2 separate regions of the Zea mays genome follow, and region 2 is linked to region 1. Evidence: chromatin contacts called from public Hi-C data. All regions are on one chromosome and are shown on one strand. The core of a region is the stretch at or near the end of the contact, and the rest is flanking DNA. Distances in the headings are between cores, read along the strand shown.

Region 1 (5,403 bases), core at 2,034-4,533:
TAGGTGTGGGTTGGCGGCGAACCCCCAGTCAGCTGCCTGTGAAGGCCTTATCTTTACTGCGTTTCGCTTAGCACTTTGATTTATCAGTTAAGTTGATGACTATGTGAATGTCTATGACTCTGTGATGTAATAAGTTAATACTCTTTTATGTTATTATTCGAGCACTGTGCGATGATGTTCATTTATGTAATCGCTGTGTACGTGAATTCTGATCCTGGCACGTACATAGTTCGCATTCGGTTTGCCTTCTGAAACCGGGTGTGACAGAGATGCGTAACACCCTACGTCCTAGCGTGAGCTCTTTATGTGGTGGGTTACAAGGAGGTTCTCTAGTATTGGAAACGTAGAGAGCCGGTGTGGGTGGCTAAGTAAATGAGGTAGATGTCTTTGAAGGGGTGTCCCCTAGGCCTTATATACTCGACCGTGGGGCATTACATGTGGATATGATAACAACGTGTGCTTAAGTAATAGTGAACTGACTGAGTCTATCTTCCTATAATTCAGCCGACCCATCCTCGCTCGGTTCCGATGTACGGGGCTCCTACGCGGGAAGGTCGGGTCACTGTTGTGATCACCGCTCGAATTCGTCGGGCCGTCTGGGCTTGCGTCGATCTGATCTTGTGTCGATCCACTTCACTAGGCGTTCTTTCCCAGGCCCACGAAGGGATGATCTCGTGAATTATTGGGCCCACGGGCCTTTCGTGAGGTCTTTTATCCTTCTGGTGGACCCGGGGATATCTGTCCCCCACACATGTGGGCCCGGAGTAGTCACATGGCATTGACATATGGCGACATTAGAAATATAGATGTGGCCAAGAGCGGAGGTTCCAGGCTTGGGGTTGACCGACGAGGACGTCGATCTTCTAGGGGGGTGGATTGTGATATCCTGGCCCAAGACTTAATAGAATTAATAGAGTACTCATACTAACAAGGTGTATCTTATTTTTTTGGAAGCATGTCTTGAAAGAACATTGGGTTAAGCGTGCTTGGCCTAAAGCAATCTTAGGATGGGTGACCAACCAGAAAGTCTTCTTAGGCACACATGAGTGAGGACAAAGGGTGCACAAAAGACTCATGTTGGTGTGTGGGGATGGTCTATGGTCCTAGAGGGTTGCTAGAAGTAAGTACCGTCGGTCCAGAAGTGGATGAGGTGTTACAAATGGCATCATAGTCGACCCTCGCAGTTTCACGGGTGTGTGTGGGCTATGGGTTCGAGTATAAGGCACATGACACATGTGGGCCCAAAGTGGTCACATGGCATGACATATGACGACACTAGACATATAGACGTGGCCAAGAGCGGAGGTTCCTGGCTTAGGATTGATCGACGAGGACGCCAGTCTTCTAAGGGGGGTGGACTGTGATATCCTAGCCCAGTGGATGGTGATATCCTGGCCCAAGGCTTAATAGAATTAATAGAGTACTCATACTAACAAGGTACATCTTATTTTTCGTAAGCATGTCTCGAAAGAACGTCTGGGTTAAGCGTGTTTGGCCTAGAGCAATCTTGGGATGGGTGACCGACCGAAAAGTCTTATCGGGTGTGCATTAGTGAGAAAAAAGTGCGCACAAAATTCTCTGTGTTGATATTTAGAGATGATGTATGGTTCTAGAAGGCTGCCAGGAGTAAATACCGCCGTTGCAGTAGTAGGCGGTGTTGGGGGCCTTCTCCTTCCGAAGGTCCTCAAAAACATAATTAACTATTTGTTTTCAGTATAAGCTATTACAGGAAACCTCGTCTTCAAGATACAAGCTTCTCCCTTATGACGAAGGCACGCAATATGAAGACAGGTCCAAAGAGGATAAGAGTAAAACGCCGAAGTTATCACCAGATGGACAACTTCGGCTCGTAATGAAGATGATGAGTAATGATGATGATCGAAAGAGGAAAAGACTACTTAACCCTTAATAACTTGTATTACGGTCATGTGTAAATGTTGAGGACATAAATGTACTTATGCTCGGGCTGCGTCCCGTGCCTATAAATAGATGAACAGTAACACCGTACTGTTCACGTTGGGTTGTAATCACTCCCGCATTCTCGCCTTCGAGCAAGCCGAAGGTATCAATGTAATATCAATACTAGTGAATATTCATTTATATTTTATGGAACATAAATACAAATAAATTAATGAAGATTCAGTCTTCATCTTTATCCTTTCACATTTCCATTCATATATTAAATAATGAATGCTTGTCTTTCGTGATCTTCGGCTGATGAGTATTATCTCCATGAGGAGATAATGTTTCGGAAGACGAAGATCCTTAATCCTTAACGATTGTGTTGTCTTGTTCTTGATTCATAGCATTTGAGAACGAGTGACCAACAGACGGGTGTTACAACAATTATGTCTTTTCATGCCTGCCACACATGTTCTCTCTTCATAGATGCCTATTCTATCTCCTCTTCTCTGAAGTCCCCCTTTCTACACCTCCTGCCGAAGCCAGTCCTTATCGAAACCGAAGCCTTAGAGCATCTCCAAAAGACTAGCTAAATAGCTTGTCAAGCTAAATTTTAGCTACTTAATAACAAAATAGCTCTCCAACAGGCTAGCCATTTAACTTGACAAGCTATCCGGCTCTCTAAATTGACTTCTTCACTAGCCAAATTTGTCTAGCAAATCTCGCTAGCCAAGCTAACTTATATATTGGAGAGTATGTTGAAATGATATGTTATATTTAGAGTTTAATCTTTATAGAGTGACAAATAAAGAGTCAAATAGAGAGTCAAAAATAAAAAGTCATTTAGAGATGCTCTAATACATTTGGCTCCACGCACCTTTACTCATTTGCATGTTCCGAATCTTTTCAAATAACGTTCAATGGTCAATAATGGATTTTCTTTGGACTGCATTAGCATTCTTGATCTGAAAAACCATCTAAACATTGATTTTGTCATTTTGAGCCCGAGGTCTTGTCTCCAATGCATGGTATGTAGATAATTTAAATAAATTTGAGAGTTCAGGAGTTTAGGTGTCTTTCTAGAGTTTGAGGAGATAAATGATAGAATAGGGAGATATAGGGCCTGTTTGGTTTGTGGCTAAATGTGCCCCACTTTGCCTAAGGTTAGTCGTTTGAATTGAATAACTAACCTTAGGCAGAAAAGTTAGGCAGAGTGTGGCAACTGAGGTAGTGAACCAAACATGAATTCGCTGAAAAAACGAATTGGGGGCACGGGCCACTTTTGGCCTGTTCATGGTTTGCCACGGGCCCGCCATTCTGAATTGGACCGACCCACGCATGCCTCGCTACGTAGAGAAGACTCGGTGACGTGGGCCCACCCATCCACCACACCACTCGAGCGCGCGCGCGGCCCACCGCTCCGCCGCTGCCCGCCCGCCGCCATGCGAGGGATCCTCTCCTCTTCCTCCGCTCTCCTCCGGCGAGCCGGCGCCCAGCTCTCGCGCACGGACTGCAGTAGCCCCTCAGCGTCCGCGACCTCTCCTCTCCGCCGCTCCCCTCTTCAGGTATGATGACCGCGTATCTCGCTGCCGCTCCCTCGATCGCGGGCTCGTGGCTTGTTGCCGTGTGCTAGGGACTGTAACTTCCTTTTGCAATAGAGGATTTTCAGTCGGACTGGTAAGTCCTCTTTGCTAGTTAATGTTGTTAAACTGCCCTTGACCTTTGTTGGGTTAGATTGGCTGAAACAGCTGATATCTGCAACGGTTTGACCATGAGCGTACAAGTTCTGCTTTGCTGGCTCCTGCTCATGTGCACAAGCTACTAAAACATAGAAGAGTGAGATTCGGAGAAATATGCATTATGGGCTGTAATGCTGTACAATAGTGCTATTCCCACGTCAGCCTTTTCCCACTAGGGGAGAACTGTGGCTTTTGGTTTCAAATGGTGTATGTGCTGCTTTACTGTTTCGTTCTCACTGGCTTTAATACCTTCATAAGTGAAGTATCGAGTTCACAATGCCTACTTGCTCATATTTCAAGAGATCTGCGCAAATTGCTGATAATCTTTCTTCCCTGTGATGTCATTTGCTAGAATGGGAAAAGAGACACATTTTGTTCGCTTTGGTTCAAAGGTCGTTCGGTATCAACCACAGGTATAACCATTTACCCAATAGGTATACTTTTTTTGCTACTCTTTTTACTGTCAGTGTTCTGCAATAGAAAATTCCAACTTTAAAAACTCGGCCGGGGACCGCCTTCCCGGTATTATATTAAGAAGAGACCGAAAACAATGGTCCCGGCCGAGAAAATCTCCGAACTCAGGCCCCCCATCACTAACAGGCCGGCGTCAACTGTCCACTCTGCAACGGCCCAACCGGAGGATGGCGCACAAGACATCGTAACCCGAGAGCGGATGGGGCACAGCGAGGGGATTTTTTTAACCAAGCCTGAAAATTCGCTCCCGAGGGGAATCGAACCCAGGACTTGGAGGTGCTACTCGGAAGTCCTTAACCACTAGGCTAGAGGCCCTTTCGCAAATTCCAACTTTAATGTTCCTGCAAGAACTAACTTTTGAAGTAGTTCCCAAAGTTATACAGTTGTTATTCTTGGCATTCTGTATTCACGCTACCTTATGAGTTGCTATGTTACTCAGGAATCTGTACAAATTTCCAGTTGATATGCAGTTAGACTATGAGAGTGATCCCCCTCTTGACGATACAAAAGCTATTGAGAAGGAGTCATCACTTAATGTTGCTGTTTCTCAACTCGCAATTGACTTCGATAGAGACTCTAATTTATGTTTGGAGCGATTTTCCCGTGCAAGGAAAGCATCTGTAGTCTCTACTGGTTCTCTTAAGCTTGACCTCGCTCTCGGCGTTGGAGGATTACCGAAGGTTGCATTGTGTTCATACCATTTTATTTGTTCACATAATATACTTTATTATTATTTTATATACCTGGAATATTTACTTGATTTTATATATCCTATTGATATTACCCACAAGAAACAAAAGTTCATACTTTTACAAGTACCTCCGTGTTCCTGTCAACACTAGCAAATCCAAAATTAAGTAGGCCATGTGTTTTCATCTTTTGGTGCCTATCTACTCTACGTGTCAATCTAATCACCATCAAGGTCTGAACTACTTTATCGAGTGGCGAATGTCCTTGTTTTGTGATTGGTAAGCATTCTAGTTTAGTTATAATTCACATCCATTAAAGTGCATTTCACCTTCAAAATCTCTGCTTACAAAAGATACACATAAGAACACATTTGTGGTCATCTCTTGCCTAAAAATTCCATTTTGAGAGAATATATTCCCTAGAAATGCTCCCACCATAGGTGTCCATGTCTTCCAATCTTTCTTTTTCTGGTCACTGCATATGTTGAATAGCAACATTTCCTTGAGAAATTTGATCCATGGCAATAGACTGGACTTATGTTTTATTACTGTGCTTTGACCATATTTGGCAGATTACTGATTAAAGTAGCTCAACAGGG
Region 2 (5,403 bases), core at 890-3,389, 800 kb after region 1:
TGGTTAACTAAGATAGGCAACAACCTTCTTTCTGATCGTGTCATTCAACACATATATTTGGCCTCCATCCGTGCCACCAGCACGCAAGGTGGTAGCGCGCGCATCCACGCTGGACCCGTCCATGCTTCAGCAGTGCAAATCCACACCACCACACAGGACACAGTCATGAGCTAGCGCGCACGGCCAATGCACATCTAACAATTAGCAGCGCGCATGTGCGCAACGCAAGAGGCAGGCTACAAGCTAGAGGGACAGGGGAGCAATGTCCTGTCTAATACTTCCCTAATTCTATAGGACATGTTAGTTTTTTAGCTAATTCTCATGTAAATAGTGCAAAAAATGCTTCTAACAGCCTCCCTAATCTAATTTGGTCCCCCTAATTTTGGATCCTGGCTTCGCCCCTGCTGCAAGCAGCACCATGGCAGGCCTGCTGCAGCACGCTAGTACATCAGGCCTGCGAGAACGTCGTCGTGGTACTCACCCCCAAAATGGCCGCTGGTGGCTCTTCCAAACATGCTTTAACTTATAGCCCCTCCTTTGATCCAATCCTGGATCCGCCACTGATGAGCATGCCATAAATTTACATCTTTGGTGTGTTTCACTTCCAGTATACATAAAACATATGGTAAATAGAGAATTGGAATAGACAGCTAAACACATGAATCGGAATTCAGTGCAGTCTTCAAATGGAAGGGGAAATTGATACTATTATGGAGCGAACGGATTGTTGGTGAATGCATATCCACAAACTAACTGTGTTCAGCAGCTAATGGCATTAATTGTGCAAATTACTATCTAGTTATATTATAACAGACAAGCAATAGATGGGCTCATGCTGTCTCTTATAAATGGACAATGTGGCAGGTAACATACTGGAATTGTTAGCTTGGACTATAGACATCAGGTTCGTTTGTCAGAGATCTTGCAAAACACAAATGAGCTTTCCACATGATAGATTTGTTGTAAACTGATCGAGAATTCTACTATTGAGGGGGTGTTTGAATGCATTAGAGTTAATTGTTAGTTGGCTAAAAAATTGCTAGTGGAATTAGCTAGCTAACTATTAGCTAATTGCTAAAAGTAGCTAATAGTTAATCTATTAGCTAGACTGTTTGAATATCTTTAGCTAATTTTAGTAGATAACTATTAGCTCTAGTGCATTCAAACATGATCTTAATCATGACCTTGATCAAGCAGCTTATCATGCATGCCACGAATCATAATATTTTTCTTGCAACCAATACCATTCAGCTTCCTCAAGGAAACTTGTGGTGATTGAGTTTAAAATACGCAGGCAGAGACAAGAGAGATTCTTACTTGCAGAGCTAATCATTTGAGTAGGTGTAATGATACGAGGTATTGGATCCAACGAGGCCTCAATTCCCTTGGCGAGGGAAATTATCACCGGGACACTAATCCTCTCCTTCCAATACTCGCTGATCTCATCAAACACCTCCCTCGTCTCGGTGGACGGCACCCCATTCACGACGATGTCGGCATCCCAGACGGCCTCCTGCAGGTTAGTGACGACCTTGAGAGGGCAGAGCGGCGTCTCGATCATGTTCAGGCAGAAGCCGTCCTTGAGTATCTCGTCGGCATACAGCGTGCGGTCTCCGAGCCGCGCCTCGACGTACTTGAGGTAGGCGCAGCGGCGGATGAGGCGCCTGAGCACGTCCTCCCTGGAGTTGATCACCTCGAACAGGTGCTCCGCGGTGGAGCGGTCCACCGTCCGGCCCGGGCGACGCCAGATCCTTATCTGCACCTTGTCCCGGAAATGGCCGTACGCGTCCTGTAGTAGCGCGGCGAAGACGCTGCCCCACGCGCCGGCGCCGACGCTGACGATCTTGAGAAGGTCCCCCTCCGACTTGCCGAGCAGCCGGCGCAGCTCGTCCAGCCGCTCCTCCGTGGCCGTGCCATTGCCGCCGTGGACCGATCCATTGACGTGCACGCTCCCAACCATTTCCCGAGCTCAGGAGTCAGTGCAGCGGGAACGGTTCAGCTCACAGGCGCGCCCCCCCTCAGCCTCAGGCAGTAAATTAATCGAGCACCTTGAGCGCGAGCGCGAGGTATTCCCACCCTCCCAGAGCGCGATTCCTGCGTCATCGAACGACCCCGCCGCGCGCGAGACCGCTCCGACCGCCGCTCACCAACCGCGGACCTAACGCAACGCCCTCCGATCCTCGCCTCAGAAAACTCCGAGAGCTGGTCATCCACCGCCACCTACAATTCAAGCACAGGACAGGACGGAATCAAGCGCGGCACGGCACCGATGTGTAGCAGGGCCGCAGGGATGAATAAGTAAGGAGATGACGAGCGCCGGCGGTGGCAAAGCAAGCGGCCGCCTTTACGTCGCCACCCACCTCCAGCTCAAGGACCCCGGGGGCGGAGCTGGCCGGCAGCCAGCACTGGAGTGAGAAGGAGGGGCGCGGGGTGGGTGGCGGATGGGGATGAGGATGGACGGACGCAACGGCCCGGCCGGCGCTGTATTGGAAGCAAGTGCCCGATCGGCGTGAATAAAAGTAGATGGGGGCGGGGGCGGCCCGGAGGTGGGTGGAGGCGTTAATGGGCATGGATGGCGCCAACCATGCAGTGCCCGCCATTAATGAGCAAGCGAGCGAGGGCCGGGAGTGCCGTAGTGGAGTGGGGGAGGAGGATGAGAGGGCCGGGACAAGACAAGACAAGCATCTGCTTCAGTGCTTCGCTCGCAGCTTCCCGAACTGGTTATTGACGAAGATGGATTTTTGAGTGATGAAGCGAACTGCTGCGATCGACACCGATGCGCCAGCGACGACGACAGAGATGGGGGATGAGTACTCGATGGGGAGGGATATGGGGGATGCTATCACGAAACAGGCAACAGATCGAGTTGATCGCTGTCTTCGTTGACACTGGCACATACGTGCACATGCAGGACTGGGACAGGCGAGCAACATCCGCAAGTATCGCTGTCCACGATTTTCCGCGAGCCTGTATGGTCGCAACTCGAACGGCCTACTGTTATGCTCAGAGATCAGAAGTGGAAGAAGAATCAGAGATTAGAGAAGAACAGTGAACAGGAGGCAGAAGGCGACGGATGTTATTGCGTATGAGTTTGTTTAAGTTTTGCATGCCTCTTCAGAAACCACAGACTAGGTATTATACCGTCACATGGGCTGGCCCTGAATTACAAGAGACTAGGATTACACAGCCCATTCTGGGCTCATCACACAAACGTTGGTGCGTCGAGTGCGTTTGCCGCCGAGTGCTGCCTGTTCCACTTCCGTCTCTTCCACAGCCTCCTCCTCCACAGAGGTGCTGACAGTCCCCTCTCCTTTGGAAGCGGCTTGTCCCCAAGCCGGCGCGTTCGGAAACGCAGCTTTCAGGGCCTCAGCGTCCTCCCATATCGCTAAGGCGGGATCCCAACCTGACCACACCACTTTGATTTGTGGAATCAGAGCTCCTCCTCGCTGAATAATGCGGTGAGCCAGAACCTGGACAGGCACTTGAAAACTAGGATTAGCATCAGGTAACTGAGGAACCACTGAATGCTGACGGCCGATTGAAGCTTTTAGTTGGGAAACATGAAATATTGGATGTATAGAAGAGGTCTCCGGTAACTGAAGCTTGTACGCCACGGTGCCCACCCGTTGCAGCACTGTGTAAGGGCCGAAGAATCGAAATGCGAGCTTTTGATTCGAGCGAACTGCCACAGATGATTGAATATAGGGTTGAAGTTTGAGGTAAACTAGGGTTGAAGTTTGAGGTAAACCTGATCGCCCACCTGGAATGATCGCTCCGAACGTTTCTTGTCAGCCTGTTTTTTCATGCGGGACTGAGCTCGAGTCAAATGCTGGTGAATCAACTTGGATATGATTTCTCTGTCCGTCAACCACTGTCTGAGGTCCTCCACTGCGACGGACGAGACTGAATCAATACCAAAATGGCGAGCTGCATGACCATATAGAACCTCAAAGGGTGAACGCCCAATTGCCGAATGGTAGTTGGTGTTATACCAAAATTCCGCGACTGACAGCCAGTGACAGCATTTCTTGGGACAAGCATGGACAAAACACCTGAGATAAGTTTCAATACATTGGTTTACTCGCTCAGTTTGACCATCAGACTGGGGATGGTAAGCCGAGCTCATGCAAAGCTGTGTTCTAGTCAATGTAAACAGCTGCTGCCAGAATTGACTTGTGAAGATTCGATCTCGATCCGACACAATACTTGCTGGCATACCGTGAAGCTTATAAATATTGTCCAAGAAAACCTTGGCCACCCCCGCGGCTGTGAATGGATGAGCAAGGGCCAGAAAATGACTATATTTTGAGAAACGGTCGACCACCACTAGAATGCAGTTCCAGGATCCCGATTTCGGTAGGCCTTCTATGAAATCCATAGAAATTGAATGCCAGGCGTGCGGTGGAATGGGTAGAGGAGCAAGCAGACCTGGGTATTTAGCACGATCCGGCTTCGCTTGCTGGCATATGGGACATGACTGCACAAACTGGTGAACTGTCTTCTTCATGCCCTTCCATGAAAATAATTGCTTCACTCGTCGATAAGTGACAGGCACACCCGAGTGACCCCCCAAAGCTGAGTCGTGGAAGGCGGCGATGACCTTTTGTTGTAACACCTCATTCTTGCCTAACCATAGACGTCCCTTATGTCGAATCAAGCCATCTTTAAGAGTGTATGTTGCAGCTAGTGCCGACGGATCAAGGGCCAACTGCGATAACAAACTCTGTGCCTGCTGGTCATGTTGATAACCCTCCACGATTTCCTGAACCCAAGTTGGCGTACAGTGAGAAATATGCAGCAATTGGTCCGGCTGATGTGAGTACCTGGACAGTGCGTCTGCGGCAGCGTTGTCACACCCTTTTTTGTAAACAATCTTGTATTGAAGGCCGGCCAGCTTGGTGTATACCTTTTGTTGCCAAACAGTGTGGAGACGTTGTTCGTTTAACTGAGCCAAGCTTTGGTGATCCGTATAAATATGGAATTCTGCCAACTGAAGGTATGAGCGCCACTGTGCTATAGCAATCACAATTGCAAGATATTCCTTCTCGTATGTCGACAAGCCTTGGTTTTTGGGACCCAGAGCCTTGCTCAAGAACGCCAACGGGTGCCCCTTTTGCATCAGGACCGCACCTACGCCTGTACTGCAGGCATCTGTATAAATGCAGAATGGTTGGTTGAAGTCTGGAAGAGCCAGCACTGGAGCAGATATTAAAGCCTGCATGAGGGTCTCAAATGCTGACTGATGATCTGATGTCCAAACGAACAGGGAATTTTTCTTGAGTAAGTCCGTCAGAGGTTTGGCGATGATGCTGAAATGTCGTACGAATTTACGGTAAAAACCAGCCAAACCGAGAAAACTGCGTAGCTCCTTAGTATTTGTTGGGGCTGACCACTGCTGAATAA

The links. A called contact is a pair of places that touch in the nucleus more often than the background predicts.
Region 2: a contact with region 1 is called in a Hi-C map of ear, with 2.4 times the contacts expected there. The contact joins the promoter of LOC103650771 here to the promoter of LOC100276540 in region 1. A contact is called at or near these places in 2 of 25 Hi-C or Micro-C datasets (ear and leaf).

The regions. Positions count from the first base shown.
Region 1 is chr3:153,814,022-153,819,424 of Zm-B73-REFERENCE-NAM-5.0, forward strand. LOC100276540 reads left to right here and starts at 3,284. Exons shown (of 8, transcript NM_001371573.1): 1 at 3,284-3,467; 2 at 3,994-4,054; 3 at 4,575-4,795; 4 at 5,402-5,403. The coding sequence starts at 3,345.
Region 2 is chr3:154,617,639-154,623,041 of Zm-B73-REFERENCE-NAM-5.0, forward strand. LOC103650771 reads left to right here and starts at 2,140. Exons shown (of 1, transcript XM_008676344.4): 1 at 2,140-5,403. It overlaps LOC100273469 (Glycerol-3-phosphate dehydrogenase [NAD(+)] GPDHC1 cytosolic), which reads right to left and starts at 2,464. Exons shown (of 6, transcript NM_001147906.1): 1 at 2,361-2,464; 2 at 1,318-2,220. The coding sequence starts at 1,960.